Regions from separate parts of the Mus musculus genome. Here region 1 is linked to region 2. A link is a contact called in public promoter capture Hi-C data. All regions are on one chromosome and are shown on one strand. The core of a region is the stretch at or near the end of the contact, and the rest is flanking DNA. Distances in the headings are between cores, read along the strand shown.

Region 1 (4,727 bases), core at 1,756-4,255, 37 kb after region 2:
TGTATCGTGTAGAAAATTATACTTGCTAATAACTAAGCTAGTTATAGTTTGGTACAAAAGGGAATTAATGTATGTACTTATTTTTTTTTGATACTTTTTACATATAATTTTGTACATTTGCTGAGTTAGCCTCATTATCTACATTTGGGAACCACAGCAGACGGTGACTGCGGCATATTTGTGATTGCATATTAGTGTTCTGTCAGCATGAGAGTACTCTGTAAGCCCTTGAACTGGTGGATGAAGGTTTTCATACTTTCATAGCCATTTTCACAGACTTTAAATTTTTTTTTTTAATTTTTAAAAAAATTTTTTGAGAACCACAAGAATTTGTTATACGTTATTTCAGATTGAAATAAGTTTACACTCTGTACTTGGAAAAATAATCTTTGGATACATGAGAAATCCCTGTAGTTTTTGTTTACTGGGGATTTGGTAACAGCAGCTAGAGAGATGACTCAGAGATTAAGAGCATTTTTGTCCTTAAAGTGGACCCAGGTTTGGGTCCCAACACTCACATGTTAGCTTATAACCATCAGTAACTCCAGGTCCAGGGATCTGATACCTTCTTCTGACTTCCTTGTATACCAGGCTCATGTGTGATGCATGCATAAATACATGCGATGCACATACATACGTACAAACAAAGTAGTCTTAAAGAATTTTGTGAGACTCCGTACAGTTCAGCTGTTGGAATAATTTTAGTCCCATCTTAGTCTATATTTTGGGCTCCGCTGATTTTTTTTCTTGTTTTTGGCCTGTTATATCGCTACATATCATAACATTTGTCTGCACTTTAAATCAGAATTGCTACCTATCATAACATTTGTCTGCACTTTAAATCAGAATTGGATAAATGGAAAGAAAAATTCAAAGATCTGGAAACCAGAAGTAATCAGAGGTTAAACACAGGAACCATGGATGACCTAGACGTGCTTACCAGGAAGTTCAGCAAGCTTCAGGACGAGCTGCAGGTATCATCCTCTCCCTCCCTCCCTCCCTCCCTCCCTCCTTCCCTCCCTCCCTCCCTCCCTCCCTCCCTCCCTCCCTCCCTCCCTCCCTCCCTCCCTTATTCTCCTCCCTCCTCCCTCCTAGCAGCTTGCTGTATCTGTTGGTAAGATTGTATTTCTGGTAAGAGAATTCAGCATTTTGTATTTTATAACTAGTTTTATGGGTAAAATATTACATGGGCATTAGTAATATAGAGAAAAAACTTTGCATTTTGAAAAATATCCTGGGGAAAATTTCCAAGACATAACTTATGATCAGCTAATGAAACCATGTTGGTTGTGTCCTCAACTTTATGTTTTATGTGTGTAATTGATGTGTGAGTGTAGGTCAGAAGACATTTTTCAGGAGTTGTTGACAGGAACTCTTGTTTATGCTGTGAAGCAGCATCTTCCAGGCCAGCGGGTTCAATGGTTCAGGGTAATTCTATCTCTGCCTCCTGTTTTGTTGTAGGAGTGCTGGGACTGCATATGTATGCCACCGTATATATTTTAAAGCCTAAGTTCTAGGATGACTGAGTTGTAAGGCTTTTGAAGCTAGCACTTTTACCTACTAAGCTCACACCCTGACACTGTATATAGAATTTTTAAGTTACTGCTTTTCCTATCTTTGAATATATTTTCTACTCCACTTTTTACTTAGTAAATATAGCTCTGCAGAAGACAGCCACTGGGAGACTTTGATTGTTGTTAACTTTTTCCAAGTTTATCAAATTAGAGTAGTGTTATGTATCTGAACAGTGAAACATGAAAATATGCTATATAAAAGAAAGCTATTTTGTATTTTTGTGTATTCTTGTTCAGGTTTAATATGCTGTATGTAGAATACAGTAATTGGAAGAAACATACTTTTTTGATGGTATTTAATAATTCCTAGAGGCTAGCATGAAACTCAGTACGCATGCATACACACACACACACATATATTGAGGATTGCCTTGAACCTTGATCCTCCTGTCTTTGTCCTCCAAATGCTGAGATTATGAGCGTGTGGCCCCATACTTACTTCTGTATATGAGTTTTTTTGCATTTTGTTTTTTTCCTTTTGAAACAGGGTCTCTCTCTGGAGCTCTGGCATTCCTGGAACTCACAGAGATCCACCTGCCTTTGCCTCCAAAGTGTTGTGATTAAAGCAGTGTGCCCTAAATTACTAAAAATAACAGGAAAATTTACTTTTTCTTTGTAATGATTAATTATATACTTGAGAGTATATCCTTTTCATTGTAAAAATCCAAAAGCAGCTGATAGAAATTATCCATTTATTGTGACAAACAGTAGTACATCAGCCATGTTGAGATTGTTATTCGTTGCTGTATTAGCATTTTTCTGAGGTAATGTAATCTCCTGTGTTACAAAGCTTGTAATTCTGATAGGAGTGCTGTTTTGTTTTAGAGTTTTCTTTGTCTGAAGTTATATTACCATGAGAACAATCTTAGATCTATAGAATTCAGTTTGAAAATCACTTAATCTATATTCTCTAAGCATCTATTCTCAATGTTCCTTTTATAAGTTATATAAGTTATAAGTCATTTTGTGTTTTATTTTTGGAACTATGTGATGGCATTTGGGAATATTGTAGTCACTGTAACTCTTAAAGAAATATCAATTGTTTAATTTGTCTTAAGTTCGTTGGTAAAGGGACTTCATAGGAAACTACTGTTTATAAGCCCAGTTAATGTTTTTTTAAAAATCTGTAGTAAATTCATAATTGTCTTTATTTAACAAAAAAAAACTACTTGTTTTATAGTGTTTTAAAAGGTTAACTGGATGGGTTACATGCAGATATTATTAAAACTTAACTCTTTTGTCATGCGAAAATAACTTTTATCTTTACCAAGGAATCTGAAGAGAAATATAAAGCTGATAGAAAGAAGTGGTTAGAAGAAAAAGCTGTCCTTACCACTCAAGCGAAAGAAGCAGAAAATGTACGAAACAGGGAGATGAGAAAATATGCTGACGACAGGGAGCGCTGTTTAAAGCTGCAGAATGAAGTGGTTGGTGGCAATGACTCATCTCTTCCCCTTGCTTTGTTAAAATTATTTTTGTGAGCTAGCCCTCCCACATTTGCTCGTGACGTTCGTTCTTGTGTTTTCCTGCCTCTTCTCGCTTCGTTTAGCCACTTGGAAAATGCCTGATTGTGTTTCTCTGATTGTTAAAGATTCGGAACAGTTCCCATGTTTACTGGCTGCCTGTGCTTTCATCTTTAGTAAACTGTTCTCATGAGCCCAAATGGGGTTTGTTTGATTTTTAATTTTGTTTGAGTTCTTTATGTTTAGATAGTAATCATCTTGTGAGATGTGTAGCTAGCCAGGATTCTGTATGTTCTCATGTCGCTTGATTATTTCCTTTAGTGTATGCAGGCTCTTTACCTTTTTATAATACTGTTTATCAGTTCTTGAGATTATTTCATGCACTAATGGAGAAAGACTTTGCCTATGGTTATATTTTATAGTGTTTCAAAGCTTCAGGCCTTTTGATTCACTTTGAGTTTACTTTTGTGTAGCTTGAGAGAAAGTCTTAGCATTTTTATTCTGCACTTTGTTATACAGATTCCCTGGTGCTGAAGTGGCCGAGTTTGCCCATTTATTGTGTTTTAGTATCTTTGTCAAAAATACGGTGTTGGTAACTATGTGAGTTTAAGTCTGTGTCATCTTTGTCCTCTTTTTTTACTCCCTGTGGAAACACATGTGTGTTGCTATGCTGTTTGTACTTAAGCGGTACTAAGATGGTACTGTTTTAGGCATGGCTTTGTAGTATGACCTGAGATTTCTCCAGTTTGTTCCTTTTGCTGAGGATTGCTTTGGTCATCTGTCATCTTTTGTAAAGTTCTATGTGAATTTTAGGATTGACACCCCCACCCCCCGGTTTGTGAAGAGTGTCATTGGAATTTGAAGGAAGTTGTATTAAAACTGTAGATTATGTTTGGTGATGTGGCATCTTACAATATTAGTTCTGCTGACACTTAAATATGGAAGTCTTTTTGTGTTCTAGTGTCTTCAGTTTCTTTGTGTTTGAGCATTTTCATTGTAGAGGGCTTCATTGGTTAGGTTTAATTTTAGTTTTTATTTTTCTTTAAAGTCCTTGCAAATGGGATTGTTTTTCTGGTTTTCCTTTTCACTCTGTTTATCCTTGAGCTACTGACTTTGCTCATTTGTATACTGCTACTTGAACTTTGTTCAGGACGTAGGTCAGTCCTAAGACTTTTCTCTGTGGTCTTATGTACAGAATCGTATTGTTTGCTAGTAGGAATAGTTTGACTTCTTCCTTTTGTATTTTCATATTTCTATTTTCATATCTATTTCTCTTGGTTTATTGCACTGAGACATCTAGTCTTATTGAATAAGTGGAAAAAATGGGCACCATTGTTTTTATAATATTTTGCTCTGCATCCATGTTCACTATGGAGATTGTTCAATAATTTTTTTTCCATGTCCTTGTTTGGTTTTGGTATAAGTGTAATACTGGCTTTGTAAAATGAGAAAATTTAAAATTTATCCTGTTTCTGGTCTATGGATAATTTAAGGAGCATTGGTACACACGTGTGCTCTGCCTGCCTGCCTGCCTGTCTCTCTCTCTGGCTTTTTTTTCTAGATTTATGAGGGCTGGAGAGATGGCTTAGTGTTTAGAGCACATATTCCTCTTGCAGAGGATGTGAGTTCATGTCCCAGCATCCACATGACATCTCAGAACTTCCTCTCTCTCTAATTCTAGTTCCAGGGG
Region 2 (4,537 bases), core at 133-2,632:
GTATGAAAGAAGTCAGAGGCAGGGTAGTGGTAGGAGATATAAATTCTGTATCAAGATCGAAAAACACTAAGGTTGTCAAGCTAGTGTTCCAAAAATCCTTCTAATTAAGTGCAATAGCTGAAAATATGATCACAGAAAAGCTAAGGTAACAAAACTTCTTCAACTGATTTTAAATCCCGGTTCCATTTACTTTTCTTCCCCCCCCCCCCCCGAGACAGGGTTTCTCTGTGTAGTCCTGACTGTCCTGGAACTCACTCTGTAGACCAGGCTGGCCTCGAACTCAGAAATCCGCCTGCCACTGCCTCCCAAGTGCTGGGATTAAAGGCATGTGCCACTATCCGGCTTTTTTGTTTTTTAAAAGATTTATATGAGTACACTGTTGCTGTCCTCAGACACACCAGAAGAGGGCGTTGGATCACTTTACAGATGGTTGTTAACCACCATGTGGTTTGCTGGGAATTGAACTCAGGACCTCTGGAAGAGGTCAGTGTTCTTAACCACTAAGCCATCTCTCCAACCCTCCATTTACGTTTGTGCCCATTACTTATTTAGAATGTATTAAATGGGACGGTAGCAATACCTACTTTAAAGGGTTCTTAGCACCAGTCAGACAATCCATTTTATAAAGGTAGTGCCAGCGGAAGCATAAGGTAAATGCTCAATTTACGTTAGCATTATTTTTATTCAAAGTGAAAGTCTAGCCTCAATAGTAAATTCTCGTCATATGAATGTATTAGTAAATTAGCCCTGCACTCAGAGGGTTACTTTAGGGAAGCGGAGAAGGACACATGGGCACTTACATTTTGGGGCACTGCACAGTGCCTCTCAGCGGTAGCTGATTTATGCTTTCAGAAACATCAAAAAGGGGGTATAAAAAGATGAAGGATATGCTCCTAAAATGTATTTTGAGGAAAACGTGTTTCATCCAAGAGGGCCGTCATCGACAAGAAGAATCACTTAAAGAGGGGAGTTAACTTGGTCCCAGGTCGCAAGTCCTTTCTGCCCCGGGGAATGACAGGACTCTGAGGTGTAATAGGAGGAATAGTTTGCCATTCCTCCGCTCCTGGGGGCATCGCGGGAGGCAGTGCGGAGACAGCGGCCTCAGCAAGGCTCGTCATCATGCGGGTCTAGGACGGAACCTGAGACCTGAGTACCGAACAGGTATCGTTAGGGTCAAACCTAATATGGCCCCGAGAAACTCCCAGCTAGGTAGCCCACGAGCGTTGCTACTGCCCCATCGGTCGCCCGGAGCACCGAGTCCCGCCCCCCAGACTTGAAAGCCTTTTCCGGAGGCGGGGGCGAAACTCGGCCGCGAGCGGGTCCAGCCCCCAGGGCTCGCCGGAAGCCCCGCCCACTCCCAGGGTTCAGCGCGGCGCCGAGCCGCCATTGTTTGAATTTGAAAACCGGGAGGAAGTGGAATTCTGCAGGTGGGGAGGCGTGCAGGGACCAGCGATTGCAGTAAGTGAGGAGCTGACGATTTTGGGGGCTCCGAGGGTGGCTGCTTGCACAGAGGGCACGAAGCTGCGACGCCTCGGCCGTGTCAGCGTTGTCGGGGCTCGTGATGCCCGTAGTCTAGGTGCGGGGCTGCTGAAGGTGGGGCTGAGCTTCAGGGAGTTAAGCGAGTTAAGCCTTGAGGCGGAAGACTTCGGTCTGTCTAGGCCTCGGTTTCCTGGTCCGGTAAAGGAGGTACACTTTAGATTCACAGACACTAGTTTTATTAGACACAAAAAGATTTGCCACGTCTGGTTGCCTGAATTCGGGAGGTGAGCAGTTGTTTTGTCACGTGACAAGATCTCTTTCTAGGTTGAGTCCAGTGGGGGCTTTTTTTAAAAAAAAATGTCACATTACTTTGTGGCTAGAAAAGAAGCATATTTGGGTTTTATGTGTATATAAAGGAAATTGAAGTGAGTCAGTTTTAGTCCAGTACTACTTCCGTTGGTCTGTATTTTGAGCCTGTCGTGAAGAGTAAACAAATTTAGATGATTGTCTTTCTACTTAAATAGGGAATCCCGGTGCTAGGTGCTTTAGACTGTTAAATCTGTTTCTTTGAAAAATTAGGAGAGAGGCGACCTTTTCTCTCTGGTATTGTGCATCTGGTAGATGCTTGCTTTCTTTCTTTCTTTTTATTTTTCGAGACAGGGTTTCTCTGTGTAGCCCTGGCTGTCCAGGAACTCACTCTGTAGACCAGGCTGGCCTCGAACTCTGAAATCCGCCTGCCTCTGCCTCTCAAATGCTAGGATTAAAGGCGTGAGCCACTACTGCCCGGCGTGATAGATTCTTAGAAAAAAATTTTTTTAAAGATTTATTTATTTATTATATGTGTGTACACTGTAGCTGTCTTCAAATACTCCAGAAGAGGGCATCAGATTTTTGTGACAGATGGTTGTGAGCCACCATGTGGTTGCTGGGATTTGAACTCAGGACCTTTGGAGGAGCAGTCGGTGCTCTCAACCGCTGAGCCATCTCACCAGCCCCCTTAGAAAATTTTAAATGTTAATTTTTTGGGGGGTGGAGGGTTAGGTTTATCCTATAGGGATTTGATGTGCAATTCAGATTTAATAGTTCAGTGATGGCATTATTCCATATTCACATTCAACCTTGTGATGTGTCAGTTAGTGATTTTCATTGTCGTCATCATCATTATTATTGGAGATTCTGGCTGTGGTACCTCAGGTACCCAGAGTTGCATCCTACTGGGCTAGGACCCAATTCTCTTATTTTAAATGTAAAGTTTATATGCATTATTTCACTTTTTTACTTATAATCGGAAAATAAATAGGAATTTATTTTGCAAATAACCGAGTTTTAGTCCTAAATGTTAAAATTTGGTTTGCAACAATTTTCTGGGAGATACTAAGTAACGAGACTAGCAGAAGATCTTAAGTCATCCCTGCTGTCTCTGCTGTTTGACATGTGAGAGGAGGGTATCAGGCCAAGTGAACAGTTCATATTTTTTTCTTTTGCTAATTGCATTGTTCATGACATGTCTTTGGGTAAATCTACCTAAAAAATTGGATTATGGGCTGGAGAGATGGCTCAGTGGTTAAGAGCACTGAGTACTCTTTCAGAGGTCCTGAGTTCAATTCCCAGCAACCTTCTGTAATGTGATCTCATGCCCTCTTCTGGTGTGTTTGAAGACAGCAACAGTGTACTCATATACATAAAATGAAAAAAATAAATCTTAATAAAATTGGATCACACAAATTATTTTTTATGTTAATTAATTGGTTAATTTGAGACAGGCCCTCACTATATGGATCGGGCTATCTTCAAACTCACAGATTTACCTACTTTTTGCAGACGGGGTGGGTGGTCTGAGCTCATGCTGTCCTATCGAGCTTACTTTTGTTTATTTTGTTTTCCTTTGAGACAAGGTCTTTGGCTTAGATTGTTCTTGGACACCCTATGTAGCTAAGATGACCTGGAACTTGGTGATTTTCCAGGTCAACCTCCCTACGTGTTGGGAGTATAGAGAGCCATGCCATCATACCCCGTGTATGCCTGGGATGGAACCCAGAGTGTTGTGCATGGTAGTCTGTCAGCTCAACTGCATCCAAGTTCCCAGGAGTTCCAAGTAGACTTAACATTGTAGGCGGCTTGCGTGCTGATTTATTAAGGCTGCTTACAGAGGTTGCTTTTCTTCTCGCAGGATGGAATCTCACTTGAATCCAGATGGAGTGCCTAGACCGTCTTACGTTTTTAGTGCTGACCCAATTGCAAGGCCTTTGGAAATCAATTTTGATGGTGTTAAGCTTGATCTCTCTCATGAGTTTTCCTTAGTCGCCTCAAACCCTGCGGTAAGTACAACGTAAGAAAAACACTTGATTATTGTGCGCCAAGGAATCACGGTGCTAGGTACTTTAGATTGTTAAATCCGCTTCTTTGAAAAATTAGGAGAGAGGTGGCCTTTTCTTTCTGGTATTGTGCATCTGGTAGATTATTTTTGTTTGTTTGTTTGTTTGTTTTTTCAAGACAGGGTTTCTCTGTGTAGCCCTGGCTGTCCTGGCACTTTGTAGACCAGGCTGGCCTCGAACTCAGAAATCCACCTGCCTCTGCCTCCCGAGTGCTGGGATTAAAGGCGTGCACCACTACTGTCTGGCTAGAATCACCTTATTTTAATTAATTTAGAAATAGAATATCACACAGCTGGTTTAAAGAAGCCACTGGAACACTCACCTAATCCCAAACTCTACCTCTCTGTGACTTTTATCCAGTTAGGAGAAAGTTTATTTTCATTTCTGAGGCAGGGTCTCTCTTTGTAGCTCTCCCTCATCCTCCCCTTCAGTCTCGGCATCCCTGGCGCCCTGGGCTTTGCTGTTTCTGAGAAGGATCTGTAGCTATATCTATGTCTCTATGTCTCTGTCTATCACTTAATCTGGGTCTGCTCAGGAACTTGTATGTGCCTGAGAATGACCATGAATTCCTGAACCTCCGACTAAAATTACATACTGAGGTCTCACAAGTGAGTTCCCTCTCACTTCTCCTCACCTATGGACATTAAAAGCGTCTCATATTTATCTGTTTTTTTTTTTTTTAA

What was found. Promoter capture Hi-C pulls out the DNA fragments that hold promoters and counts their contacts.
Region 1: a contact with region 2 is called in a promoter capture Hi-C map of hematopoietic stem and progenitor cells, with 2.5 times the contacts expected there. A contact is called at or near these places in 17 of 39 promoter capture datasets (the C10 cell line, the HPC-7 cell line, HPC-7-derived erythroid cells and 9 more), 94 of 484 Hi-C or Micro-C datasets (2-cell-like embryonic stem cells, B cells, the Ba/F3 cell line and 45 more), 11 of 130 datasets of targeted methods (CD8 T cells, the SCID.adh cell line, embryonic fibroblasts and 4 more) and 4 of 9 other capture datasets (adipose tissue, embryonic stem cells, liver and 1 more).

The regions. Positions count from the first base shown.
Region 1 is chr19:34,956,571-34,961,297 of GRCm38.p6, forward strand. Kif20b (kinesin family member 20B) reads left to right here. Exons shown (of 32, transcript NM_001362434.1): 24 at 847-974; 25 at 2,846-3,001. Among named protein-coding and RNA genes, the nearest start is that of Mir1950, 6.5 kb to the right of the region's middle.
Region 2 is chr19:34,920,976-34,925,512 of GRCm38.p6, forward strand. Kif20b (kinesin family member 20B) reads left to right here and starts at 1,383. Exons shown (of 32, transcript NM_001362434.1): 1 at 1,383-1,458; 2 at 3,650-3,797. The coding sequence starts at 3,651.